Regions from separate parts of the Mus musculus genome. Here all the other regions are linked to region 3. Evidence: chromatin contacts called from public Hi-C and HiChIP or PLAC-seq data. All regions are on one chromosome and are shown on one strand. The core of a region is the stretch at or near the end of the contact, and the rest is flanking DNA. Distances in the headings are between cores, read along the strand shown. Region 1 has its middle 52 kb from the start of Gm42327. Region 2 has its middle 8.3 kb from the start of Gm12984. Region 3 has its middle 8.5 kb from the start of Gm16225. Region 4 has its middle 20 kb from the start of Syf2.

Region 1 (3,038 bases), core at 233-2,732, 130 kb before region 3:
CTAGGCTGAGTGAAAAGTTGGACCCCGAAGCCGTCCACACCCCACCCCTTGGAACCTGGATGTTTCCTTACACAAGAGAATTTGAAGAGGTGATTAATACCCTGTGATAGATCATTCTAGATTATCTGGGCGACTTGGGGTAATCACATGGGGTAATTCGTAGAAGGAGCGGATATGAATAAGGGGAACTGGGGGCAACCAGTGGAAGGAAGACTTGTTGGTGTTTGCTGGGTTTGAGTTTGGAGAGGTGAAGCCGTGAGTGTGAGTGGCCTCCAAAGCCAGGGAAGACGCTGGAAAGCGTCCTCCAGTAAAGGTCACGGTCCTCCTGGCAGCGTGATCTTAGCCCTGCGAGGCCGTGTTAGTTATTGTGTTTGTCTGTGTGACTCCAAGTCAAGGGAGGAGGCTTTATTTCGGCTTGTGATTTCCTGGGGCACAGACCATCGTGTCGGGGAAGGAAGGCATCACGGCAGAAACAGCCCTCAGCTGTGGTTCAGCGAGCTTGCTCACATCTAGCTGCATCAAGGTAGGTCAGGAAGTAGAGAGGGACTAGGAAGTGGCTTGGGTTATAAAGCTCAAGACCCGCCCCTCAGTGATCCACTTCCTCCAGCTAAACTCCACTTCCTGAAGGCTTCACAACCTCTTAAAGCAGTGCCGGTGGACAAAATGTTCAAACACGAGTCTATGGATATTTCCCATTCAAATCGTAACAGACTCACTTCAGATTTGGACCTCCAGAACACACGCTCCCCCCTCCCCCTCCCCCTCCCCCTCCCCCTTCCCGCCTGCCTCTCCCCTCCCCCGCCCCTTCCGTGTGTGTGTGTGTGTGTGTGTGTGTGTGTGTGTGTGTGTGTGTGTGAGAGAGAGAGAGAGAGAGAGAGAGAGAGAGACAGTAGCAAGATGGAGCTAATCCAGTGGCCTAAAACACTGCATTGTTAGAAGATATAAAAAGAAGGTTGAGGCTGGGATTAGCTCAGTCAGTAGAGTTCTTGCCTCCCATGGTGCAAAGCCAGGGCGGGTTCAATCCTCAGCATGGTGTGAACCAGGCCTGGTGGTTCTCTCCTGTGATCCCAGTAGTACTCAGAGGTGGAGGCAGGAGGATGAGAAGTTCAAGTACACCATGAGTTTGAGGTCCGTCTGGGATACACTGGACCCTGTTGAGTGAGTGAGGGGCGGCTGCAGGTGTCATTTTATATCATCCTGCAGTGTGAGTCTTGCTTCCATCAAATGCAGTTAAGGAGTCAGAGCCGCCCTCCCTTTCCCTCTATAGTGACAACAAGGAGAAAAATGATGGAGACAGATGTCCCAGGACTGTCAGATGATTCAGAAAGCACTTGCAGGCAAACGACAGCACCACAGACTTGAATTAATGAAGATGTCGAAACCAGCCACAGGAGTGGAGTCTCAGCCGGTGAGTGTTCACAGTACAACGTCCCAGATGAATTGTTCTCAGACTCGAGATTGAACGAGTAAACAAAATTTCAGGGGAAATGTGTTATTCTCGCCTGCTTAGTCACCCTGCGCCGTTCTGGGCCAAGAGCCTAGGTGTTCCGTTATTCTGGCTCATGGGTAAGCAGCAGTCTTTAAGTTTGAGTGCCAACTTGTACTTAATTGAGTTTGTAATTCAATTACCCTCAGCTCCTAAGTGGACACAGACAAAGATGGGTGTTCTTGCTAGTGGCTGGGGACGGGGGGGGGGGGGGGGACAGGGAGCTGAAACAGAAATCAGGGAATGTTGTCTGGGTTGCTGCTTGTAATTGGTGTTTGCAAGTCTAAAAATAGAACTCTTTTGCAATCTTGGAGCAGAGATGACTGCCTTTCTTCCCCAAACCAAATTACGAATCATTAGAGATTTCAGAAAATGGAGCTGGGGAGATGGCTCAGGGTTCAGGAGCAAGTGCTGCTCCTAGAAGATAGGGGTCCATTCCTAGTTCTGTGTATCACAGGTAGACATTGAGGGCTCCCAACCATCCATGACTCCAGTTCCAGGGGATCCTCTTCTGACGTCCATGGGCACTGCACACACGCGGTACACAAACATACATACAGACAAATCACCTATAGAGCTAACATAAAAATAAATTAAAAACAAAACAAAACAAAAAAACCAAACCTCTTCAGTGTTAGAACTTGGCTTTGTGAGTGTGTGAAGAAAATGAGAAACGAGAAGGTCAACTCTGGGAGATGCGCTTTGGATCCGAATCCAGATTCGCGAGCCTATGTCCGTGGTTCTGTGTGGAAACTGTTGAAAATTTAGTCGTATATAGACAGTGGTACCCATTTCAAGCATGCATACCTTTAAAACTGGAAATCTGGGTTAAAATGTTTACAATGATTCTGTTTAAGGTTGTGTAAGAAGAGCTGATGAAGTTGGCCCTCACTCCCTTTATTCTTTGTGTGGATTTATGTCCCTGTGTGCGTACATCAGGGACAGATGCTGAGTGACCTCACTAAGCTGTTTCGTGTCTCGGCGCAGGCTGATGTTGAGTGCCCCCGGAAGCTGCTCTTCACCCTGTTTGAGATACAGTCTCTCACCGAACCCTGAGCTGGCTGACTGTCTCAAGCAATAGAATTGGACATATTAATGGGAAAATGGGTAAGGTGATAGATATTATGGTAACTAATAGATTATGAAGAAGAATCAACTGAAGAGGGGAGGGGATGAGGGTGTCCTTGCGTACCCTAAGAGCTCATTACTTACCCTATGGAGAGACTCTACCAGGTACTATATGGGAGAGGCAGGTAGCTGGTTGGTCCCCAGGGTTCTGCTTCAAGGCTGTGCACTCTTCAAAGAGAGGTGCTGTTCATTTGCAAAACAGCTCCTGGTGCAGCACAAAACCTGGCAGAGCTTTGGTGACCCCCAGAGCAGGGACCCTGTATTTAGGGCTGCGTGTCACCAGTGCCCTGACAGAAGCTCAGCGTCCACCTACTGGTTGCAGTGCTTTGGATTAAACCCACACAGCTCCAGAATACGCAGGTAGCTGTGTAAAGAAGCAGAGCCCCCAAGGCCTTCTCTTTCTGCAGCTGACACCTTTTATCCT
Region 2 (3,328 bases), core at 485-2,984, 190 kb after region 3:
AAGGGACTCCCAACCCCAGCGGGAGAGCTGGGCAGCCATCTGATCCACTGCAGCTGTGGGGAGGGTGGATTCAGTGCAGGGCAGGACCATGGCAGAGAGGCTGCCAGTGGGAGGGGCTTTCCCAGACAGCCTTCTGTATGGCTGATGCCAAGGCTAGGGTCAGATGATGACAGATTTCCTGCTGAGCCCTCTGAAATGTTTGGAACTCGGCAATGACAGTCCAGAAGTTTCTGTTTCCCTGGAAGGCTCTGAAAGGAGAGTTCTAGATAAAGACTCCCGGTTTTGTTTTTGTCCTCTTACCCTGCCTGAACTATCCTGGCACCTCCACTGGGGTGGAACAATGGCTCTGAGACACTTGGCCACTTCCTGTCTCGCATCAGCATTTATTTAAGAAGCCCACTTCTTGGGTTTCGCAGAGGCACACTCTTCTCCGAGACCCACTGAAAAGCCATCTCTAGCTTTCAGTTCAACGCAAAGCATCGCTTCATTCTACAGACGAGGAAACTGAGGCCTGGAGAAGGTCAACTCAGCCTCCCCGTCCTTGCCACACCCTTCAGCTTCCAAGAATGCCTCAAGAGGGAGTGTTAGGTGACAGGAAACAGAAACACAGAAACGCTAGCTTTGAGGCACTAAAGCTGGGCCTGCCTCCCCCTCTCCTGCTTGCTTTGGCTAGAGTTGTCCCTTCCCCTCGGGACTTCAGTTGCCTTATCTTGTAAACGCAGATAATTATAGCAACCGCTCTCCAGGGTTGACGTGTAAATGAGAAGAGCTGGTCATCTGTCGCGAGCTCGGTGCACTGTAAGCTGAAGACACTGAGCAAAATGAACAGCCCTGTTTAGTCATGGTGACAACTCGAATGTGCAATACCCCCACCCAGAGACCCATGCATTGTACACTCCAGCTTGTGGGAGGTTGGGAAACCTTCGGGGCATTATACACATAGGTCACTGTTTGGTAGTGCTTCCGATCCACCAAGATACAAACAAGCCACTGTCCTAGCTTTTCATCCAGGTATGTCCAACCCTTCCTCTGTGGTGGAGCAAAGGTCGCTGTGGTGACCAGCTGACCCCTTATCCCTGTAGTCATAGCAATGACATCAGCAGACACACTCAGAGACAACCAGGTGTGTGGCAAGGATCCTGGACCCGCCGCTCTTCACTCTGAGAGAGGTGGAGAGGTCACGAGGACTCATTCGCTCCCCTCTGCCTCCCTTGAGGTCACAGAAGGAAGGGAAACTGAAAGCAGAACTCTATGATGCGATTCTCGTGAAGCCATCCCTCAGAGATGTGGGACTTTTGGGTGACACAGCTTTCTGAGTCGCCCACGCCTGTGAGTTTCCCTGCACAATGCTTCCATCAGGAAGTCTGAACCAAGCTGGACTCTGGGTGAGACTTTCTTTTTTTCATTTTGGGGTGTGTGTGTGTGTGCTCAAGAATGCATGCACATACTTCTTTTGTTTTTCAAGACAGGGTTTCTCTGTGTAGCCCTGGCTGTTTTGGAACTCTGTAGACTAGGTTGGCCTTGAAACTCTCAGAGATCCACTTGTCTCTGCCTCCTGAGTGTTGAGATTAAAGGCATGCGCCACCTTGTCTAGCTGCGTCTCTTTTTTCAATGCCTCATCAGTGGCCTGCCTTGTCCTAAGAAAAGCAACACAGCGGCTACACCGGGACCTCCTGCCGCCTCTGGTTGAGCCACTGTGGCAGCCACGTCTTCACCACAGTGACAGATAAGCCCTTGTCAATGTCTCTCCCTGAGTCCGTTCTGCCACCCGTTTTGTCATAGTAAAGGATACAGTCACAGGTCTTGACAGCGAGTCCCTCGTGTGACCTGTAGCACCCAGATATTGCATAGCCCCGTTTTCCATCAGCACCTGGCCCTGTGTCCTCACTGGCTTCCGGGAGAATGCGTCAGTGATGGTGGTTCCTCAAATGTCCTATCATTTGTCAGAAGTGAGTCCGTAGCATTATCAGACATACCAACTCAGCCTGTACATCCATAAGGGGCACCCAGAGCCCCAGAGAGAGATAAGGGCTTGCCCAAGCTCACCAGCAAGGGCTGACGGGAACAGGTCCCAAGCTCTACCCACATGGACACATAGCTCCTCCACCTTCTTCCTGAAAGGAGACTGGCCCAGGTGAATGTTTAAAGGCTACATCCAGGATGGGAGATTCATGCCTGAGTCAGTCAGTCCCCTAGGAAGGCCCAATGTTCTGAGTCCTCAGTCCACAGAACTGTGAATTTCACAGAGGCAGAGAGGCCATGGATCAGTGGACTTTGCCTAGTTGTATGATAAAATACCAGTGTTTGCCAAGGGTCTGTCTTTATGAGCCTGGGTTCAGCTCTCAGGATTGCACTTGACAGGTACAGGTTGTAGTGGTTTGCATGAAAATGACCCCCAGGTAGGCTCCAGTGTTTGAATTCTTGATGCTTAACTGGTGGAACTGATTGGGAAGGATTAGGAGGTGTGTCCTTGGTAGAGGATGTGTCCACCAGGAGTGGGCTTGGAGGTTTCAAAAGATGCATGCCATTCCCAGTATCTTGCTCTGTGTCATACTTTGCAGGACCACGATGTGAGCTCTCAGTTGTTCCTGCCCTTGTGTTTTGTGTTTTTGTTTTGCTCTGTCAGCGAGGACTCTAACCCTCCGAAGCTGAAGCCCATTTAACCACTTCCCTTTATAAGTTGCCTCGGTCATGCACGTTTTATCACAGTAATGGAAAAGTAACCAAGACACAGGGTGAGTGGCCTGGCAACTTCCAGCTACAGCCATCAGCATGGGGGAAGTCTGGGCGGGCTGGAACTCGAAGAGTCTGCTGACATCCCATCCCTTCCAGAGCAGAGGGCAGGGAACTAGTGCTGGATCGCTGGTGCTCAGTTGCCTCTCTCCGCAGGCAGGACCCAGGGTCTGCTCACAGTGAAGAAGACTCTTCCCTCTTCAATGATATCAGGCTGGAGAGATAGCTCAGTGGTTAAGAGCACTGACTACTCTTCCGAAGGTCCTGAGTTCAAATCCCAGCAACCACATAGTGGCTCACTCACAACCACTTGTAGTAAGATCTGACGCACTCTTCTGGAGTGTCTGAAGACAGCTACAGTGTAGTTACAGATAATAAATAAATAAATCTTAAAAAGAAAAAGAAAGAAAAAGAAATGATATCAAGGAATACGAGCCTGCTGGTGAGGAACTGAGGCGTCCTGACGGCTGCAGCGTGAGTGGGGCCATCTGGGTCCCCAGTGTCAGTCAGGCCTCCTGCCTAACCCTAAACACTGTAACAGCATTTTATGATGGATGCATCAAAAACCACACGCCACTACTGCGGACCTAGATTA
Region 3 (3,280 bases), core at 511-3,010:
ACCATCACAGACCTTGAAACAGCAGCTCCTGGAGAAGAGCCCTGGATGCTACTCATGGTGGAGTGGAGAGACGGGGCAGGACAAACTGGGTCTCGCCTTCAGCAGTCAGGACAAGAACTGAGACCAGTACCTCAATAAGAAGTTATTCCCAAGAAAGATGGAGTGGGCAGAAGACAGCACCCTCCTTGTTTCTTAGATGAAGAAAGAGAGCCCCAAGGAGAGGCTCAGGCTTATGAAAGGTTCGGTTTAGCTCCAGGGGAACCAGTTTTGGAGTTTTTCCCTCGACCCCTGGGGAAGTTGCTGCTCACCTTGCACTTAGTTCAGGGTTCATGGCTTGAAGCTACTTAGCAGCTTGGTTCCCTCAACCCTCAATTTTACCCATTGTTTGGCGGGAGCTGGGGCCAGGAAGGAGGCTCAGTTGGTAGAGTGCTTGCTTCCTGTGCGTGAGGTCTGGGTTTGAGTCTCAGCACTGCATCAAGTGGAAGGTGCCTATAATTCTTATCACTCGGGAGATGGAGGCAGGGGGATCAAGCATTTAAGGTCATCGCTCCCCTCTAACGGCAAGTTCAGTCAGCCTGAGATATTTAAAACTGTCTCAAAAAATGAGAGAGAGACAGAGACAGGCAGAGAAAGGGAAAAAGAGGGGGCAAGAGGGAGAATAACAGAGATAGAGTCAGACAAAGAGAGACAGACAGACTAAGAGAGACAGACAGACAGAAAGGAAGAGAGAGGAGGAAGAGTGAGACAGAGAGAGAGACAGAAACAGAGACAGACAGAGAATGGGGGAAAGAGAGGGGGAGAGAGGGAGAATGACAGAGAGAGTTAGACAGAGAAAAACAGAGGAAGACAGACAAAGAGGAAGAGAGAGGGAGAGAGGAAGAATAAGAGATAGTCAGAGTGGGGGGAGGAGAGGAGAGAGGAACTAACAGGAATTTCAAAGAGGAAAATTGACCAGTTGTATAGAAGGGGTTGAGGCTGGGAATGTGGTTTAACCCCCAAGGCCCCGTGCACGGCACAGGCTAAGAGTGTCTGCTGCACATTGGCCTCCTGTCTGAAGCCTCAGGCTTGCTCATTCTCCAGCATATGGCTCCCGCCTTTCTAGGGAGAGCTGGGCAGCTCAGAAAGACTGCGAGGCCCTTTGCACATGGTGCGTGGGGCAGAGGACACAGCACACAATTCAGCCGTATAAACCCGGCTCTAGACACGTCTTTGCTGTGCATCCTAGAGAGAAGTGCCTCACCTCTCTGTGCTTGTTCTCTCTGTGAAATGGGAGACATTAACAGCACCCAGCGCAAGCTGTTTGGGAGGCCTAGGGATAGAATGAGGGTAGTGCAGAGCTCGACACGGCCAAGACCTTCATTAGTGCCACAAAATATTCTGAATCCATATTCTTCCTCTTCCAGCAAATGAAAAAAAAAAGCTGCGAACTAATAGAAGGTAGGAGCCTTGCCTTTCTCCTCAAGACCCCGCTTCAAGGCCACCCTTTTAAGAGCCGTTTTTTCCCAAGAATTGGGATGCCTGTTGTCATCACCCCTCACTCTTGAAGCATCTAAAGAGAGTTCCAGGGAGTGTCCCTTGCTGCGGTGGCGCGGGGTGAGGGTCCGGGATGGGGAACCTGCGGGGTTGGTGATTGAGGGAGGGATGAGAGGGCACTGCTGTTCCACGCATGCGCATTTCCATGCCCTCCTCACTTCCCCTCCGCTGGCTGGTTTTTCTCTGAACACCGAGCCAGAGCTCTCCTAGCCTATGGGTGCTGGCGGCTCGGAGGTTTAGGTTCCTCTTTGGGGTTTTCTTTTAAGTCTGGGAAAGGCATTTTTGGCACAAGGCTCAGACTTGCGTGTGGGCGGAGAGGAGAGATGCGTCTAAGTTACAGTTTTGAAGGTTGCCACGGTCAGTACCACCCACCCAAACACCTTCCCGAGGAGAGTCCAGGGGAGCCTTAACTCCTGCCAGGGCTCCACTGCCATTGGACCGGAACTGATGTAGGTCCTTTCTTGTCTCCCACCTGAACATCTGTCGGGCAACATCTGGCCCCTTTACATCTGCCGAGAAGAGGGAGTGGCTAATGTGAGAGGCAGCAGATGTTGGGAGGGGGCCCTTGAAGGTCCCGAAGGAAAGGGAAGAAGATGAAGGGAGGGGCAGAGAACAGGAGAGCTTCCTTACCGTCCCAAGCCCACCTCACCTGGGAGTGCTGGTTGCTGCCCAAGAACTGTCCCTCGGAAGATGTCCTCTAGGTCTCACTCAGGTGCTGGAGGCCTCAGGTGCTTCTGGGAAGTAGCATTGATCCAGATCCAGGGTGTCTTAGGAAGGATTACAGGTCCTGCATGTGCAGGTGGGGAGCAGAGTTCCTCGTGGGTTAGTGGGGCCCGTGGGGAAACCCTGACATCTCCCTGGCCCCGTTCCCTACATGAAGTCAAGTCCCTTCGGCAAAGGGAAGGAAACCTCGCAAGGCCATCTTCGAGCAAAAAAAAATAAAGGAAAGAAAATGCCAGCAGCAGCTCCGGTCACCGGAAGCGAGCAGAGCCATCGGAGTCCAGAGGCTTTGTGGGAAGTTCTCAACATGGAGTCTGTGTTACTTATAGCAGTAGGAAGAAGACCCTGCTTTGTATTTCCAAAGAAAGGAAGCAGAAGAGGAACCCTGGCCTCCCGGGAGCCGAGGCTGAAGGACACCCACTCTCTCTGCTTCTCCTCACAGCTCCGTCTGCTTTCCCACCGTGGCTCTGGCCTGCTGGCTAGGGACGGCAGGATCTCCCCTGGTCAGGGTAGAACCTTGCATAGAGCAGATGCCCAGGCTGCGCTTGTGTCTGAGGCAAGGGCTCTGCAGCTCCCTGGGAGAGGCAGTCTGCTCCCCCTCTGGCCTGGTTGTCTCTTTTGTGGGTACTGCTGGCCCCTCTGGTGGCACTACTGCAGTGGTTCTCAACCTTCCTCAAGCTGTGACATTTAACACGGTTCTCCACATTGCGGTGACCCGCCCCCAACCATAAAATTATTTTGATACTACTTCGTAACTGCAATTCTGCTACTGTTATGAATTATAATGTAAACATCTGATGTGCAGCTCCTAAAGGGGTCATCACCCACAGGTAGAGAACTGCTGACCTACTGTGCGTAAGCACGCAGGAGTGTACACAGCAGGCAACTGTATTTCTCCTGCTGGGGCTAATATCCACCCCCCCACACACACACACACACACACACAGTTTACAGATAGGAGAAGCAAGGCCCAGAAGAGAGGCAGTCCTTCCCCAAGACTCATAGTTAAGGACTTCTGGAACCCTGA
Region 4 (3,042 bases), core at 301-2,800, 180 kb before region 3:
CCAGCCTGGTCTACAGAGTGAGTTCCAGGACAGTCAGGGCTACTCAGAGAAACCCTGTCTCAAAAAAAAAAAAAAGAAAAAAAGTTACCTAGGCTAGCTTTGAATATGATAAATAATCCATCTGTCCTTTTTTACTTTGCGTGTATATGTAGGCACGTGTGTCATGGGATACTTGTAGAGGTGTGAGGACAACTTGTGGGAACTTTCCTTCCATCATGTGAGTTGTGAGGGTGGGTCTCCGGCTGATCTTGGACTGAGCCAAGCCAGGCAGTCAGAGCCCTGTCTACCCGCAGGCTCCTTCCACCTTGAAGGTCTAATTGTGCTAGCTTGGTTTTTCTTTTCTAGGCTGGCCGCTGGGCTTTGCAGTCTTATTTAAGTTCTGATATTATTATCCTTCCTAGTAGGACCCTAATTAATTAATCATATAGAATCGGTTCCCCATTTAGCCCATTAAGTTATATGAGAGGAGCCAGAAGCTTCTATAAGGTGTGGCAGTGGCCGGCTGTGGGCATGGACCAACCATCTCTGAGACATGGGGCATAGGGGTCAAAGGTGAGAGGTCTGTCTTTAGAATTGGGGTACCTGCAATTTGTCCTGATGGGGCTATGTGAAGGAAATTAGATAAAAAATGAGACGAAGTTCAGGTTTTAGTTTTTAGCCTTGGCTGCCTTAGGTCTGGGCTCTTGAGTCTACCCTGAGGATGGCTTTGGCTGGGAAAAGTCTCTCAGTGCCACCAACAGACATCTTATTCCTGGTGTTTGGGGAGTGTTGATGGGTGAATCCACAGAAGACCCCTTAGGAAAGAACCTGTGGGCAACCAGGAAGCAGACTCCCCCCAGCCCCTCGCTCCGCTGCTCACAGGTGGAAAGTGTAGGCAATTAGACCCCTTCAAGGGGCAGAAAGTGCTTGGTCACGTGATCTTCAGGGAGGAGGAAGCCCCCGTACTCAGAGGATGCACGCTTTGCACAGTGTATTTATTTATTAAAGATTTATTTATTTATTATATCTAAGTACAATGTAGCTGTCTTCAGATGCACCAGAAGAGGGCGTCAGATCTCATTATGGATGGTTGTGAGTCACCATGTGGTTGCTGGGACTTGAACTCAGGACCTCTGGAAGAGCAGTTAGTGCTCTTACCCGCTGAGCCATCTCTCCAGCCCTGACTTGGGCAATTTCTTACTGAATTAACTGGTCTCTTCATGGGCTCCTGAGAACCTGTCCCCAGTGAGGGACCTCCAGAGGAAAGGGCTGGGGAGTAGCCACAGTGTCTGCTGGCTGGGCAGGTCTGTGGGACCCTGCGCACAGTGGGACTGGGATTTGGAGCTGAGACTCAAGGGCTAATCCCTGGGCACACATCTTATTGTCCCTGAACTGAGGCTCTTTACAGAGGTCTCAGTGCCACCATCTGCTACTCTGAACTCCCTGAGCCCGCCAGAGCTCGGTTACCACATGGTGTTTGCTTATTTGAGAGGCTTTTCTGCAGATGCCCTGGCCTGGATGGCTGGCTGGCCGCTGACAGTTATTTTTGTTCTGTGTGTATGCTGCCCCCCTTTGGCGCCTCTCTGTAGGACTTGGGGGGGGGGGAACACATTGAGAGCAGGCCAGGTCCTTGGAGGCTCAGACTGGAGCTGGCCCCTCACATTCATGCTGCCTGTCAGAGCTGTCTTCCAATGCCTGCCAGGTGGCCCCGTCCAGGAGCATGCCCAACAGCTGCAGAAAGCAGGCTGGGCCAGGCAGGTTCAGCCCACAGACGGAGGGAGGCAAATTGCTTCTGAAGGAAACACGGAAATAACTGGTAATGACTCCTGCCTGGCCTCTGCTGGCATCGCTCCCAATCTGGCGAAAGACTTCAGACGGATTTCTACTGTTCCGGATTTGGCCAATCCAGAAGAACCCTTTTATTTTAAAAATTTATTGATTGATTGATTTTTAGATCCTACATAAATATATTTTCCTTCAGGTTGGTACCTTTGTATAATTAGGACTCATTTAACCTCACTCTTTTAAAAATTTGTTTATTTTTATTTTATGTGACTCATGTGTGCTGTTTTTAAAATGAATGTATGCATGTGTATCATGTATGCACGTGGTGTCCTTGGAGGTCAGAAGATGTTGGGTGTCTGACCCCTGACACTAAAATTATGGGTGGTGGTGAACCACTATAGGGGTACAGGGAACTCAACCTAGGGCCTCCGCAAGAACAGGGCCCTTAACCACTGGGCCATTTCTTTGGCTTCTTGTTGCCTTCTCTTTAAAGTCAGGGGACTTTGAAGGTGGCCTCCTTTGCTGTCTCAGAGTCTTGTATTAGAGAGGGAGTGAGAACTGGTGATGAGAGCAGGTGGAGCACAGCCACAGTGCTCCTGGTGATGGGGGCAGGTGGAGCACAGCCACAGTGCTCCTGGTGATGGGGGCAGGTGGAGCACAGCCACAGTGTTCCTGGTGATGAGGGCAGGTGGAGCACAGCCACAGTGCTCCTGGTGAGGGGAGCAGGTGGAACACAGCCACAGTGCTCCTGGTGTGGGGAGCAGGTGGAGCACAGCCACAGTGCTCCTGGTGAGGGGAGCAGGTGGAGCACAGCCACAGTGCTCCTGGTGAGGGGAGCAGGTGGAGCACAGCCACAGTGCTCCTGGTGAGGGGAGCAGGTGGAGCACAGCCACAGTGCTCCTGGTGTGGGGAGCAGGTGGAGCACAGCCACAGTGCTCCTGGTGAGGGGAGCAGGTGGAGCACAGCCACAGTGCTCCTGGTGTGGGGAGCAGGTGGAGCACAGCCACAGTGCTCCTGGTGAGGGGAGCAGGTGGAGCACAGCCACAGTGCTCCTGGTGTGGGGAGCAGGTGGAGCACAGCCACAGTGCTCCTGGTGAGGGGAGCAGGTGGAGCACAGCCACAGTGCTCCTGGTGAGGGGAGCAGGTGGAGCACAGCCACAGTGCTCCTGGTGAGGGGAGCAGGTGGAGCACAGCCACAGTGCTCCTGGTGAGGGGAGCAGGTGGAGCACAGCCACAGTGCTCCTGGTGATGAGAGCAGGTGGAGCACAGCCACAGTGC

What was found. Hi-C and Micro-C count contacts between places; a contact is called where the count stands out from the background. HiChIP or PLAC-seq counts read pairs in DNA pulled down with a chosen protein or histone mark.
Region 1: a contact with region 3 is called in a Hi-C map of bone marrow-derived macrophages, with 39 read pairs. The contact joins two enhancer-like sites. A contact is called at or near these places in 5 of 39 promoter capture datasets (the C10 cell line, Sertoli cells, cranial neural crest and 2 more), 1 of 484 Hi-C or Micro-C datasets (bone marrow-derived macrophages), 3 of 115 datasets of contacts at active chromatin or transcription factors (bone marrow-derived macrophages and embryonic stem cells) and 4 of 9 other capture datasets (adipose tissue, embryonic stem cells, liver and 1 more).
Region 2: an H3K27ac HiChIP or PLAC-seq map of bone marrow-derived dendritic cells shows a contact between it and region 3, with 2.9 times the contacts expected there. The contact joins two enhancer-like sites. A contact is called at or near these places in 3 of 39 promoter capture datasets (the 3T3-L1 cell line, liver and stem cell-derived epiblast-like cells), 1 of 15 datasets of contacts at CTCF or cohesin (large pre-B cells), 1 of 484 Hi-C or Micro-C datasets (B cells), 3 of 115 datasets of contacts at active chromatin or transcription factors (bone marrow-derived dendritic cells, embryonic stem cells and large pre-B cells) and 3 of 9 other capture datasets (adipose tissue, liver and pancreatic islet).
Region 4: a Hi-C map of bone marrow-derived macrophages shows a contact between it and region 3, with 26 read pairs. The contact joins two enhancer-like sites. A contact is called at or near these places in 16 of 39 promoter capture datasets (the 3T3-L1 cell line, the C10 cell line, the HPC-7 cell line and 11 more), 55 of 484 Hi-C or Micro-C datasets (the 4T1 cell line, B cells, the BV-2 cell line and 33 more), 19 of 115 datasets of contacts at active chromatin or transcription factors (bone marrow-derived dendritic cells, bone marrow-derived macrophages, craniofacial prominence and 13 more) and 3 of 9 other capture datasets (adipose tissue, embryonic stem cells and macrophages).

Annotation. Positions count from the first base shown.
Region 1 is chr4:134,997,674-135,000,711 of GRCm38.p6, forward strand. No RefSeq gene overlaps it. Among named protein-coding and RNA genes, the nearest start is that of Gm42327, 52 kb to the right of the region's middle. Within about 2 kb of position 1,483, at least 70 of the 459 cell types and tissues checked have an H3K27ac peak or open chromatin away from gene starts, as enhancers often do. A contact at or near this core is called in bone marrow-derived macrophages, where this site is marked.
Region 2 is chr4:135,312,752-135,316,079 of GRCm38.p6, forward strand. No RefSeq gene overlaps it. Among named protein-coding and RNA genes, the nearest start is that of Gm12984, 8.3 kb to the left of the region's middle. Within about 2 kb of position 1,735, at least 224 of the 459 cell types and tissues checked have an H3K27ac peak or open chromatin away from gene starts, as enhancers often do. A contact at or near this core is called in B cells and bone marrow-derived dendritic cells, where this site is marked.
Region 3 is chr4:135,127,266-135,130,545 of GRCm38.p6, forward strand. It overlaps a transcript of Runx3 not described here. Among named protein-coding and RNA genes, the nearest start is that of Gm16225, 8.5 kb to the left of the region's middle. Within about 2 kb of position 1,761, at least 98 of the 459 cell types and tissues checked have an H3K27ac peak or open chromatin away from gene starts, as enhancers often do. A contact at or near this core is called in B cells, DN2 thymocytes, bone marrow-derived dendritic cells and 4 more, where this site is marked.
Region 4 is chr4:134,949,236-134,952,277 of GRCm38.p6, forward strand. No RefSeq gene overlaps it. Among named protein-coding and RNA genes, the nearest start is that of Syf2, 20 kb to the left of the region's middle. Within about 2 kb of position 1,551, at least 78 of the 459 cell types and tissues checked have an H3K27ac peak or open chromatin away from gene starts, as enhancers often do. A contact at or near this core is called in DN2 thymocytes, bone marrow-derived macrophages, cerebral cortex and 2 more, where this site is marked.